2 separate regions of the Sus scrofa genome follow, and region 1 is linked to region 2. A link is a contact called in public Hi-C data. All regions are on one chromosome and are shown on one strand. The core of a region is the stretch at or near the end of the contact, and the rest is flanking DNA. Distances in the headings are between cores, read along the strand shown. Region 1 has its middle 42 kb from the start of PGRMC2. Region 2 holds the start of PGRMC2 (progesterone receptor membrane component 2).

The links. Hi-C and Micro-C count contacts between places; a contact is called where the count stands out from the background.
Region 1: a Hi-C map of epiblast stem cells shows a contact between it and region 2, with 2.3 times the contacts expected there. The contact joins the enhancer-like site here to the promoter of PGRMC2 in region 2. A contact is called at or near these places in 5 of 47 Hi-C or Micro-C datasets (embryonic fibroblasts, epiblast stem cells, fetal heart ventricle and 2 more).

What each region holds. Positions count from the first base shown.
Region 1 is chr8:96,731,401-96,738,432 of Sscrofa11.1, forward strand. No RefSeq gene overlaps it. Among named protein-coding and RNA genes, the nearest start is that of PGRMC2, 42 kb to the left of the region's middle. Within about 2 kb of position 5,606, at least 6 of the 83 cell types and tissues checked have an H3K27ac peak or open chromatin away from gene starts, as enhancers often do. A contact at or near this core is called in epiblast stem cells, where this site is marked.
Region 2 is chr8:96,686,986-96,694,120 of Sscrofa11.1, forward strand. PGRMC2 (progesterone receptor membrane component 2) reads left to right here and starts at 5,838. Exons shown (of 4, transcript NM_001097521.2): 1 at 5,838-6,011; 2 at 6,014-6,279. The coding sequence starts at 5,863. It overlaps LOC102166663 (a long non-coding RNA gene), which reads right to left and starts at 6,583. Exons shown (of 5, transcript XR_002346425.1): 1 at 6,455-6,583; 2 at 399-506.

The DNA of each region.
Region 1 (7,032 bases), core at 4,356-6,855, 44 kb after region 2:
GGAACTGTTATAGTAGAATGCTTAAAAAGAAGTCTTGACGTCCAACGATAGCATAGAAGATAGAGCAATCAAAGAACAATACAAAATCCTTAGGTGTATTCAGAATTTTCCAGCTCAGAAAATTCTTTAAAGCTTACAATAAGCCTGTGGGATGGATACTGTTGTTCCAGTTCTTAACCAAAAAAAATTTGAGATCAACCAAATAAAAGTATAGGTTCTGGAGGTGATAGACTGTTTTATTTCTGTTTTTTGGATTTTTTTAGGGCTGAACACGCGGCATATGGAGGTTCCCAGGCTAGGGGTCAGATTGGAGCTGCATCTACTGGCCTACATCACAGCACAGCAACAATGAATCCTTAATCCACCAAGCAAGTGGATACTAGCCAGGTTCGTTAACCACTGAGCCACGATGGGAACTCCTAGACTGGGTTGTAAATTCTGGCTTTGCAACTCATAACATTAAGTCCTTAAGCAAGTTGTTAACCTAAAATTCAGTTTGCTCACACAAAAAACTAGATTCATAACAGTATCTTCCACACAGAATTTCTATGAAGATGTAATGGAAAATGAAAGCTTTTTCATGGAGTCAGGTAAATAGTGAGTAGTCAATACCTTTTTGTTCTTTTCCTTCTTATTCCTCAACCTTCTCCACGAAGCTGTCTCCAACTCACTCCTCTTGTTTCAGCCACTCAAGGCCTGTTCCCTTCTTTCCAACTAAGATTGTGATTATCTTCTGAACATTTATGTGTTCCTTCCTATCTCTTTAAAGCAACTAGCCCATTATTTTTACGTTCAAAACTTTTTTATAGTGGTAAAATATACATAACATTTTAGGATTTTTAACTGCATAATTCAGTGGCATTGGGTACATTCCTAATATTGTGCAACAATTTGTTTCTAAAACTTCTTCAACCCAAGCAGAAATCTTATACCCATTAATCAGTTACTCCTCATTACTCCTCCTTCCAGCCCCTGGTAACTTGTTTTAGTTGTTTCTATGAATATTCCTATTACAGGTGCCTCATCTGAGTGGAATCATACAATATTTGTACTTTTGTGCCTATTTCCTTTCATTTAGCATACAATTTTCAAGGCTTATCTATGCTGTGGCATGTATCAGAATTCCATTCCTTTTTTAATGACTGAATAATATTCCATTCGTTGTTTGTCCATTCATCAGTGAACATTTGGGTTAGTCCTCTTCCAGTTATTGTGAATAATGCTCTATGGACACTGGTGTACAAATACCTGAGTCCTTGTTTTCAATTATTTTTAGGTATATACCCAGAAAAAGAATAGCTAGGTTCTATGGTAATTTAACATTTAACATTTTGAGGAACTCCCAAACTGTTTTCCACAGCAGTTGTACCATTTCTACATGCAATGCACAAAGGTTCTAATTTCTCCACATTCTTACTAACACTTGCAATTTTCTACTTTTTTTTTTTTTTTTTTTTTTTTTTTGTCTTTTTGCCTCTTCTAGGGCCACTCCCGTGGCATATGGAGGTTTCCAGGCTGGGGGTCTAATTGGAGCTGTAGCCTCTGGCCTATGCCACAATCACTGCAACCCCAGATCTGAGCCAAGTCTGCGACCTACACCCCAGCTCACAGCAATGCCGGATCCTTAACCCACTGAGCAAGGCCAGGGATAGAACCCACAACCTCATGGTTACTAGTCAGATTCGTTAATCACTGAGCCATGATGGGAACACCACAATTTCCTTTTTAATTTTTGTTTTTATAATAGCGATCCCAATGGGTATGAGTGGTATCTTGTGGTTTCAAGTTGCATTCCCCTAATGACTATTGATATTAGTCAGTTTCATGCAAGAGTCTCTAGTTCCATCCATGTTGCTGCAAATGGCATTAGTCTGTCTTTTTTTTATAGCTGAGTAATATTCCATTGTGTATATGTACCACATCTTCTTAATCTATTCCACTGTCAATGGACATTTAGGTTGTTTCCATGTCTTGGCTATTATGAATAGTACTGCAGTGAACATAGGAGTGCATGTATCTTTTTCAGTGAAAGTTTTGCCCAGATATATGCCCAGCAGTGGAATTGCTGGATCATATGGTAAATCTATATTTAGATTTTCTGAGGTAACTCCATACTGTTTTCCATAGCAGTTGTACCAGTTTACATTCCCACCAACAGTTGAGGAGGGTACCTTTTTCTCCACACCCTCTCCAGCATTGTATTTGTTATTTGTTGACTTGTTAATGATGGCCATTCTGACTGGTGTGTGGTGGTACCTCACTGGAGTTTTAACTTTGATTTCTCTAATAATTGGTGATATTGAATTTTTTTTTATATGCCTATTGGCCATCCATATGTCTTCTTTGGAGAAAATGTCTATTTAGGTCTTCTGCCCATTTTTCAGTTTGGCTGTTTTTTTGTTGTTGAGTTGCATGAGTTGTTTGTATATTTGGAGTTTAGGCCCTTGTCTGTTGCATCATTGCAAATATTTTCTCCTATTCTGTGGGCTGTCTTTTTTTTTTTTTTGGCTGCACCCATAGCATATGGAAGTCCCCAGGCTAGGGGTCTAATCAGAGCTGCACCTGAAGCCTATGCCACAGCCAGAGCAATGTGCAAGATCCTAGCTGCATCTGACCTATACCACAGCTCAAGGCAAGGCCAGATCCTTAACCCACTGAGCGAGGCCAGGGATCAAACCCAAAACCTCACGGTTCCTAGTCAGATTCATTTCTGCTGCATCACGACGGGAACTCCTTGAATTGTTTTTGTTGTTGAGTTATAGGAGCCTTTACATATTCTGGATATTAATCCCTTATCAGACCTATGATCTGCAAATATCTTTCCTCATTCTGTAGGTTATCTCTTCATTCTTTCCATAGCATCATTTGATGTACACGAGTTCTTTATTTTTATGAAGTTGAATTTACCTGTATATTCTTTTGTTGCCTGTGCTCTGGGTGTCATACTCAAACCATTGTCAAATCCCTGTATTTTTTTCAAAGAGTTTTATAGCTTCAGCTCGTTCACTTAGGTCTTTGACTCATTCCAAGTTAATTTTTGTATACGGTATAAAGGAAATGTCCAATTTCATTCTTTTGCATGTTGGATATCCAGTTTTACCAGTACCATTTCTTGAAAAGATGGTCCTTTCCTCATTGAATGATCTTGGCTCCCCTGTTGAAAATTAACTGAATACATGTGAGGGTTGTTTCTAGGCTCTCTAGCCTTTTCCATTGGTCTGTATGTCCAGGTGCATGCCAATATCACATATTTTGATTTTAACTTTGTAGTACATTTTGAAATTGGAAAGTGTGAGCTTTCCAACTTTATTCTTTGTTTGTTTCTTTCTAGGGCTGCATCTGCAGCTTATGGAGGTTCCCAGGGTAGGGGTCTAATTAGAGCTGTAGCCGCTGGGCTACACCAGAGCCACAGCAACGCCAGATCCTTAACCCACTGAGCATGGCCAGGGATCGAAGCCACAACTTCATGGTTCCTAGTCAGATTCGTTAACCACTGAACCACAACCGGGAACTCAATTTTATTCTATTTTAAGATTCTTTTCGTAGCCCATCATTTATATGCAGATGGATTTCAATATGTGGTGGAAGTATAGCCAAGCAGGGCTCTGTGAGGCTCCTGGGCGCACAAGTCTTTCTGTGTCCTCCATTTCTTGTTTTTAGGGAATAAGCTTCAGCTTCCATGACCTTCCCTAAGTTCCAAAGGGTAGTTGCTAATCAGGGAAGGGAGGGAATGCAGACACCAGAGAGGAGCAGAGAGACAATAGTGCAGGCTTGGGGCAGGGTCCTGGTTCCTCCTCAAGGAATATAACAATATCTTTGAGCCTTTCGGTAGAATTAAAACACCCAACAAACTGGAGAACTACTTGATGAATCATTCTTCATTCCAGGAAGGAGGACCACCAGAACCAGTCTTGGGGACACTAAACACCAGCTTTGAAAGACAACGCAAGTTTGCCTCTATGCTGATCCTTATCAATGGCCCTATTTTTCTACTCCCCAAACTATAAAGCCATCTCCCAGTCTCTTCCACAGTCTTTAAGACATTAGTCTACCATGGCCCCCTCTGCCTGGCAAATAAAGCTATCTTTTTCTCCTTCACTCAAAAACTGTCTCCACATTTCTATTTGGTAACAGCTGACAGAGGCCTAGTTTTGGCAACAGAAGCATTCAAGAGAAGAAGGAGAAAATTCAAACTCATGCTCTCATAGTTCTTTACCTCTAGCAAGGTCCCAGTCAATGTGTTTTTATTCAGACGGGCCCACTCTGCACTCTTAGAGGTATAAAGCAGTGTTGGGGAGGAAGAAATTTTCCTCTCCCTTTCCAGCTTCTCGGAGACCTAGAAGAAGAGAATTCCTTGATCTAAGAGTTAAATTGACATGAGTTGCAGTAACAGGAGAAAATTCAGTAACATGTATACATGGGAGAAATAACATGTATATAATAACATGTATACATGGGAGAAAGTCAGGAAACTCAGTACCTTACCAAAATGGCCAAAGCCCTCACCTTAAACTTCATCTTCAGCTAAGGACAAAAGAAAATGTTGAGGGTGGAGAGTTAAGTAAAGTTATCAGGAAAAGCAGGGTAAGATTGTTATGCAGATTTAAGTCCTTGCCTTCTCCACAGATAAGAGTTTCTCAAGATTGGTCACTGTCTTCCAGGTATAGAGAGGGTGATACCCTTACAAATGGACATTTTCAATTTACAAATGTAAACGTTTCTTACAATAGACAAATCCCACTTGTTTTTTAGAGTCCTCCTCCTGTCCGCTGTTTATCTGAAAATAACTAACCTAAAACAATGAATATGCCAAAGAGATATATTTTAGGATGGCAAATTCTGCTCCCTACAGTAGCTTGTGGTCACATTACAAATAACTGGTCATGATGTTATGGTACTGTATGTATATACATATATATTATATGTATATGGAACCCCATTAGGGTCGTAGAACTGAAGGAGCACTTTATTTGTCTTTTGTCTTTTTAGGGCTGCAACAGCATATGGAGGTTCCCAAGCTAGGGATCGAATCATAGCTATAGCTGCCAGCCTACGCCACAGCCACAGCAACACCAGAACCAAGCTGCATCTTTGACCTACACCACAGCTCACGGCAATGTTGGATCTTTAACCCACAGAGCGAGGCCAGGGATCGAACCCGCAACCTCATGGTTCCTAGTCGGATTCATTTCCACTGCACCAAGATGGGAACTCCAGAAAGAGTACTTTAAAAGGAGACCAGGGAGTTCCTGTTGTGGCACAGTGGTTAACAAATCTGACTAGGAACCACGAGGTTTCAGGTTCGATCCCTGCCCATGCTCAGTGGGTTAAGGATCCAGCATTGCTGTGAGCTGTGGTGTGGGTCGCAGACGCGGCTCGGATCCCGAGTTGCTGTGGCTGTGGCGTAGGCCGGTGGCTACAGCTCCGATTGGACCCCTAGCCTGGGAACCTCCATCTGCCGCGGGAGCAGCTCAAGAAAAGGCAAAAAGACAAAAAAAAAAAAAAAAAGACCAGAATCAGGTTTCTAATTCCAACTCTGCGCTTACAACCAATGACCTTAACAAGTATCTCCCCTCTCTAGGGCTCAGTTTACTTTACACCTGCCCTGCTACCTCACAGGGTATACTAGGGCTCAAGTGACATAAATAGTTTATGTGCAGCAGAATGGTAGATGTAGGGGATCATCCCATGTCCTTGGCCTGTCTCTTGTTTGTAGAAATGCTGTAGTCTCCCAGGCCTCCTCTAAGTTCCAAAAGCCTGTTAAAGATCTGGCATTGTCTATAGGTGGCATGGATTCAGTTCCTGCCCTGGCATACTGGCTTAAGGATAATGCATTGCCACAGTTGTGGTGCAGATTGCTGCTGCAGCTCAAATTCAACCCCTGGCCTAGGAACTTCCATATATTGCAAGTGTAGCCATTAAAAAAAAAAAAAAAACAAAAAACAAAAAAAAAAGAATTAATGATTGAACAGATGTGAATATGTAGCAACAAAAGTAGCAATTGGGCCAGGAGAACTGGTAAGAATTTAAATAGTAAATCAGACAAGTGGCAGTCACAGAATCTTTAGTTCCTCTCTGAAGTACTTAGATAACACAATCTTGTTATGGGTTTCAAGTCCTCTTCAAGGAGATTAAACACAAAAGCCTCTGCGAGTCTCACTGTAATGCCCCTTCCCCCACCTTGAGCAAATTGGCCTGCTCACTCCCTACTAGGGAAGGAATGTCTTCCATCTCTCCTCCCACGGCTGTATAACCTGTTCCCCATGCAAATAAGGTATCCTGCCCTGCCGGAAGCCAATCAGAAGATCAAATATGCCCTATACAGAGATCAAACAACACTCAGCCCTTACACAGCGCACAGGGGGGATGGGACAGGAAAAATTTGTGGGACTGGAGCAGAAATTTGGTCCCCACTCAGGTCTGCAACATGGGAATATAAAAACAATTGTAAAGTGAGGTAGGACCTCTTTTTACTCTCTCTCTGAATATGTACTTTTGCTTTAGTAAATTTGTAAAGCACCTGCTATTTCAATGATTTCCTATCACAGGGCAGGTACTGAGGAAACTGCCATTCTATCATTCTGGAGCAAATTCTATCAATCTGATGCTCATTTTGTGAGTGCTTTTACAGATGCTTAAACACCCACTCAAAGGAAGAAGTTAATTACCTGATGACCATGAGCAGGCAGCCCCCAGACCTACTGGAGCCTGAGGATTGATAATGTTAACCCCTGTGACACTGCTCTGTTACCTCACCATCAACCAATCAGAGAGCATGAGCTGGTCATATACCCTGGCATATGGAGGTTCCCAGGCTAGGGGTTGAATTGGAGCTAGAGATGCTAGCCTAGGCCATAACCACAGCAACGCAAGATCTGAGCCACATCTGCAACCTACACCAAAGCTCATGACAATGCCAGATCCTTAACCTACTGAGCTAGGCCAGGGATCGAACCTGAGTCCTCATGGGTGCCAGTCAGATTTGCTTCAGCTGAGCCACGATGGGAACTCCTCACCTGGCCTTTAAAAATG
Region 2 (7,135 bases), core at 4,588-7,087:
TTTCCAGCAAGAAATGAAAAGCTCAGAAATTACCTTGTACTGAATTACAACCCAAAGTAATCAGTAGCAACTTTATACTAAAATTTTAAATTATTAACATTCAACATTGAACTCTCTCGTGCTTGTAAATTAAAGTTCAAACAACAGGCTTAATTACTCTCTGGCACTGAACGTGGCTCCCAAACCTGAACCTTCTCTTCCTGCAGATTTAGATATATAACAGGGCCTATCCTGCTAAGCTTACTCCCTTGGCCTGGGCAGAACCCCCTTGGCCCGGGCAGACCCCTAAGAAACTTGTGGTATGAAGCAGCAAAGCAGAAAGCACACTTTCTGTGGGCGGCCTGGCTCCCATGAGAAAGGAAAGAGGAAGAAGGTGAGCTTCACAGTGCCAAACTTACACATCAGGAAACTTGCTAGAAGCGCTGGAACAAAGTATTGAGTGTTATGTTAGTGGCACCCCCTCCATGCTTCAGGAAACATCTGATGTGGGAAAGAAGTGTTTTCCCCTAAAATAGAGAAACAGAACAGAATTACAAGAAACAATCTCTCTTATTTAAGAAATATTATTGCACTCAAATTTCTAAGCTGTGTTTGCTGGGAAATTCATATTTTAGGGTTTTGTTTTTTGGGTTTTTTTTGTGTTTCGGGGTTTTTTGTGTTTTGTTTTGTTTTGTTTTTTGCTTTGCAGTGCTGCACGTGTGGCACATGGAACTTCCCAGGCTGTGGGTCAAATCGGAACTGCAGCTATTGACCTATGCCATAGCTACGGCAACACAGGATCCAAGCCACGTCTGTGGCCTCAAGGCAATGCTGGATCCTTAACTCACTGAGCAAGGGTAGGGATCAAACCCACATCCTCATGAATACTAGTCAGGTTCGTTATCCCTGAGACACAACAGGAATCCTTACCTTAGGTTTTTACGACCATAGTGCCCTACTTCCCATACCAATATTTTTTTTGTTATAGTTTTACAATGTTGTGCCAATTTCTGCTGCACAGCAAAATGACCCACTCATAAATATATGCATTCTTTTTCTTATCCATACCAATTTTTGTAGTAGTAGAGATTAGGCTTTATATGCTACCAAATAACCCCAAATATCTCAGTGACTTAGAACAGGAGAAATGGATTTCTTGCTCATACAAGAATGTGTGTTAACTGAAGGCTCTTTTTCACTTTGTCCTAACTCTAGGATCCTGGCTGATAGAAGCTGCCACCGTATGAAACACTGTTGGGTGGTAGATAAAGAAGGCCACAAATTGTCACTCTTCTCCCCAATCCCCATCAAGAGGTGGAATTTATTTCTCCTCTCCTTGAAACTGAGCTGGCCCTGTGAATGCTTGAACCAGTAAAGTGTGTTATTCCCAGGCTTAAGGCCTACAGCTTTTGCACTTTTGAGAATCCTGAGCCATCTTGTAGGAAGTCAGGCTACTCTTCAGAAGAAGCAATGCAAAGTGAGGCCCTGGGATAACACTGGAAAGGGGAGCAAGGCTTGGCCATTCTAGCATCCTAGTTGAACTTCCAAATTACTCCCCTGCCTGGAGTCATATGAAAGCCCCCAAGCCATATTAGACAACTTGCCTAGGAGCCCACGCAACCCACAAAACCATTACGATAATAAAATGGTTACCATTTTAGGTCACTAAAATTTGGGATGGCTTGTAATGCAGTAATAGAAAACTGAAACATTCTGTCAGTGTGCCAAAAGGAAAGAGCATGAGAAACTGCACAGGTTCTAAAGCTTTTGCTTGGAAGTGACACAGATTACTTCAATCACATTTCAATGGTTATGCTGAGCTCAAAGGAATAGGGAAATGCAAGTCCACTGTGTGTATGGGAAAAGAAATGGAAACATTTGTTGGCTATACGAAATCTCCCAGAGAGATCAGGCCTAGAGAGGTACATTTTCCATGGAGTTGACAAGTCAATCAGTGAGTAGATGAAATGTCAAGGAACAAAAAGTAACAAGAAGAAAGAAAAACAGAGATGACAACAGATGCTTGTAGATGACCTCTGAGTAAGGCTAGGATGGATAGAAGGAGGAAAGGAGGGTGAAAAGGAGTCAGAAAGGAACATCTACAGAGGCAAAAGGATAAACCTTAGGATCCAAAGGACAGTTTCAAGAACAGAATAGTCAAAACAAAAGCAAAGAAGGACAGAATAGTCAAGAAAAACATAAAAGGTCAAAACTGGTGGTATAGCAAGGAATGCATATGGGAGTTCCCGCTGTAGCTCATCAGGTTACAAACCCAACTAGTATCCATGAGGATGCAAGTTTTATCCCTGGCCTCGATCAATGGGTTAAGGGTCCAGCACTGCCACAAGCCATGGCATACGTCACAGATGTGTCTTGGATCCCAAGTTGCTGTGGCTGTGGCGTAAGCCGGCAGCTGAAGTTCTGATTCAACCCCCAGCCAGGGAACTTCCATATGCCTCAGGGGTGGCTCTACAAAGGAAAAAAAAAAAAGAAAGGAATGCACAGAAGTTCAAAGAAGAAAGAGATCAGTGTGGCCTGATAGAGTCACAAGCCTGGTACAGAGGTAGAATTAGAGAAGGAATTTGGAAAGTAACAATCTGGATGGTTGGAAAGGAGAGAGATGAGCACTCTAAGTGACAAAATAGTAGTCTTGGGGGGGAATGAACTTGGCCACTAGAAAGAATAAGATTATGTATTGTAAAGGAAAACATATCATTCTAATAGAGGGCATATGTTTAGACAGGAGTAACAGAAAAGCGGATTAGGTTTGCTGTGGAAGGGGGAGTCAGGGAAGCCATTTGTAGATTCACGAAGGCCTCTGAGTTCCAACTGAGTTTCTGAGATAGCTGAGCACCCCTGTAGATAAGCCAGTGGTTCTCAACCAGTATCATCTAAGGGAGTATGTGTTGGGTGGAGGGGAAGAGGGATGGCTTTTTGTTGTCACAATGCCTGGGGTTGCTACTGATATATTAGTAGGAAGAAATCAGCATGCTAAATTACAGAAGTGCATACCACAGTCCTGCATAAAAACTGCCCAAGGCCAGATAAATGCTAAATAGTCATGGCAGTCCCATGCTCCTTGTCAGTTACTGCTTTAGGGGCTAGCAAGTGACCCGGATTTGGTAAATAAAATACAAGGAGTGGCCTGCTATGAAACCTCCGGGGTGGCTTCTTCCTATCTATTGATGTTGTCTCAACCATATGACACTTGGGACAGCTGTGTTCTCCTTAAAACCAACCTCTTTCCAATCTCGTTGTTTCCATTATTGGCATCTCCATCCTCCATTTTCTTTTACCAGGTCCTAAAGCAATTCTGACTTCTCTTAACCTTAGGATGACCACTCATTAAAATGCATCTTGAGACAATCTTATTTAACTCCTATTCTCTCAATGGAATTAATAATGCCCCTTTCACTTCCAAAAAAGTATTTCAGATTGGAGGATAGACTAAACATGGTCACTTATTTACTACTAACTAAACCTTGTTCTCTTGGCTAAAGGAAATACCTCTAAACTAGGGGTCACTAAACTATGGCCTGTAGGTTGTTTTTGTACATCTGTAAATGAAAAACTTTTTTTTTTTTTTACTTTTTGCCTTTTCTAGGGCCGCACCCACGGCACATGGAGGTTCCCAGGCTAGGGGTTGAATCGGAGCTATAGCTGCCAACCTACGCCAGAGCCACAGCAACGCGGGATCCAAGCCACGTCTACAACCTACACCACAGCTCACAGCAACGCCGGATCCTTAACCCACTGAGCAAGGTCAGGGATGGAACCCACAACCTCACGGTTCTTAGTCGGATTCGTTAACCGCTGAGCCATGATGGGAACTCCCTAAGAGTTCCCTTCATGGCTCAGCGGTTAATGAACTTAACTGGGCTCCATGAGGATGCGGGTTTGATTCCTGGCCTCGCCCAGTGGGCCAGTGGGTTAAGGATCTGGTGTTGCCATGAGCTGTGGTGTAGGTGGCAGACGTGGCTCAGACCCCTAGTTGCTGTGGCTGTGGCATAGACCAGCAGCTGCAGCTCCAATTCTACCCCTAACCTGGGAACCTCCATATGGCCACAGGTGTGGCCCTAAAACAACAACAACAACAAAAAGTTTTACATTTTTAAATGATTGGAAAAAAGTCAAAAGAATGCTATTTCATGATATCTAAAAATATATTGAAGTTTCAGTGTTCATAAAGTTTTACTGGGTACAGTCATGCTCACTCCTTTAAATACTGTCAATAGAGGCTTTCTCACTACAAGGCAGAGTTCAGTAATTATGACAAATATGCCTAAAATATTAATATCTGGCCCTTTAAAAAAAGAAAAGCCTGCAGACCCTTGCTCTCATGGCACAATTAGTTCTGTGAGCCCTCACTTCTTGCACAAATACGGAAGCCTACTAACTGGTTTCCCATTCTTTTCCCCACTCCAATCTTTCATACTAATCCCAGTAGATAATCTCTCTAGAGCTCTCATCTGTCACTTGCCCCTTCAATATCTTCAGTGGCTTCTCCAAAACCGGCAATATAAAGCCCAAGTCTACCCCTTGATACAAAAGACTAAAATTTCAGTTTTCCAGACTTTGCCCCTCTTCAGTACTTAAAGCCAAAGTGGACCACTTAGTTTCCCTAATATGCATACCATACTCCCCCACGTCTCTCCTCCATCTCATCAATTCCTCAAGATTAAACGGAAACCGTTACTCCCCTGATACAACCTTCATTCACCACAAGAGTAGTTTACAGCAGCTTGGCGGGGCGGGGCATAGACTGAGACGCAGAAAAACAGACTCAGGCCTAAGGGAGTATGTGAAATGAAGAGAGCGCGCGTGAGGTGAAAGATCCAGAATGAGGCTTCACAGGTGACACTTATACCCGAATTTTAAGGACGTGAGGCTAAGACTCTACAACGCCCAGGTAGATGAAAAGAAACTGTAAATAAAGCTAAACTAATGAATTGAAGGGCCACCTTATCCCATCTACTTCCCTACCGCCCCAGAAATTACGACTTAAGGAATAACACCTTTAGACTGAAACCTGAAAGAAAACTGGACAAGAGTAGCCTTGGCCAAAACCACTGGGGAGTGGCTACTCGTTGTCGCAGACAGCACGTAGATTCCTTTTGCCAAACAATTCCAATGCGGGTTCTATGTACACTCTCTGCGCCAGGAGACCAGCTCATCGCCAAAACTTCTGGCGGTAGCTTTGCCTGAGTGCCCACGCTCATAGCTTCCGGACGGGCGCGACGGCGTCCAAGGGGAGAGACACCCCTCACCGATTTGCGAAAGCAGTTAATACTATGCCGAGGCCTCGCACTAGCCACTCATGCCCTCAGAAAGGAATCCGGGACCGCCCCGCCTCAGCAGCAGCCTCGGCGCACGTGAAGCTCACGGGCGGAGCGACAAGAGACAGGCAACTGCTCGCGGACGCCAACCCAGGCCTGGGAAGGGAAGAGACTTTTAGGCGCACGCGCACAGCGAGGGGACTGGGCGGAGCGTGCCTTCCGAAGGGGTTGCATTGGAAAGGAGAGCGCGTGGCGCCCCGGAACCCGCGCACGCGCAGTAATTTTGCCCCGCCTATGCGCGCGCGCGTCCCGCGCAGCATCTTTTCAGGACCGCCCCTTCTACTTCAACTAGAAGAGATGACGGGCAAAAGCAGGGAAGTGTGGGGCGAGGTAGGCGGGGCGCCGCACGCGAGCGCGGCCTGCAAAAGAAGGGAGGTGGAGGAGGGATCCTAGACAACGTTACCCCGTCAACACCCAATCGGGAGCCCATCTGGCCCCGCCCCCTACCCTCACGTTATTGGCTGAGAGGCCCCCATATGGGCGGGGCCCCCGTGAGGTTGGGGCGGGCAGGGGGCGGGGAGGAGGAGGAAGGCGCTGGCGGGCAGTGATGGCGGCGGGTGATGGGGACGTGAAGCTAGGCACCCTAGGGAGTGGCAGCGAGAGCAGCAGCGACGGCAGCAGCGAGAGCCCAGGCGGCGCGGGAGAGGCAGCAGAAGGGGGCGGTTGGGCGACAGCGGCGTTGGCGCTTCTGACGGGGGCGGGGAGATGCTGCTGAACGTGGCGCTGGTGGCGCTAGTGCTGCTGGGGGCCTACCGGCTGTGGGTGCGCTGGGGGCGGCGGGGTCTGGGCGCCGGAGCCGGGGCAGGCGAGGAGAGCCCAGCCGCTTCTCTGCCTCGTATGAAGAAGCGGGACTTCAGCTTGGAGCAGCTGCGCCAGTATGACGGGTCCCGCACGCCGCGCATCCTACTCGCGGTCAATGGGAAAGTCTTCGACGTGACCAAAGGCAGCAAGTTCTACGGCCCGGGTGAGGAGTTGGAAGGGGAGGGTGAGGACCCCCTGCAGATCAAGCGCGACCCCCCTCTGATGGGAGGGCCCGTGGGCACCGGGTTAGTTTGGCAGCCTTCTCGACATCTGGACCCCCGCGCCTTGTCTGCCGCACCTGAGACAGCCCGTCCCCAACCCAGCCCAGCCGCGGGCACCTCCAGCGTTTCTCCCCCGAAGTCGGGGTCCCAGTGTTGTCCCAGGAACCAGCTCTCAGTTCTTATCTTTCTCTCTTCCCAACTCTTCTCGCAGCTTTTTCTTGTGCTGAGTTTTAAAAAATCCTTTTAGTTGTCGTCAGTCACCTTGGCCCTCAGACTGTAGCTCCTGGGATGGTAGTGGGCAGGAGAGAAGGAAAATTTCTAAAGTAGGGACCTAAAGTTTTTGGCCCTGTAATTCACAGCTTTCCTTTCTTTACTCTTTTTTTGCCACTGATGTCCCTTTTCTCTCTACTAGTACTCATAGGGCCACGTTTAGGTACACGTAGCTCCAAGTCCCAACCCTCTATGAAGTCCGGGTACATAAGCAACACTTCAACCTTAAAAAAAAATAGTTTTAGTATGGAGACGCTTTCCAAGATTAACAATGAATGTGAGATGAAGCATACCAGAATGCAGATCCTAGTAAATACTGGCAAGGGTATTCGCCCTGAGTTTTGGGGGTGGAGCTCATATACCTAGCAGGCATGCCTGTCCGGTTTCTTTCTCTTTTTCTTTTTTTTTTTTTTTTTTTTTTGGTAGTAGGAAGGCAGGTATTCAAATACACGTTGATTATGACTTATTGTATTTTCACTGAGGAAAAAAAAAGAGCTATAAATTCATACCCCCCCACCCCCACCCCGC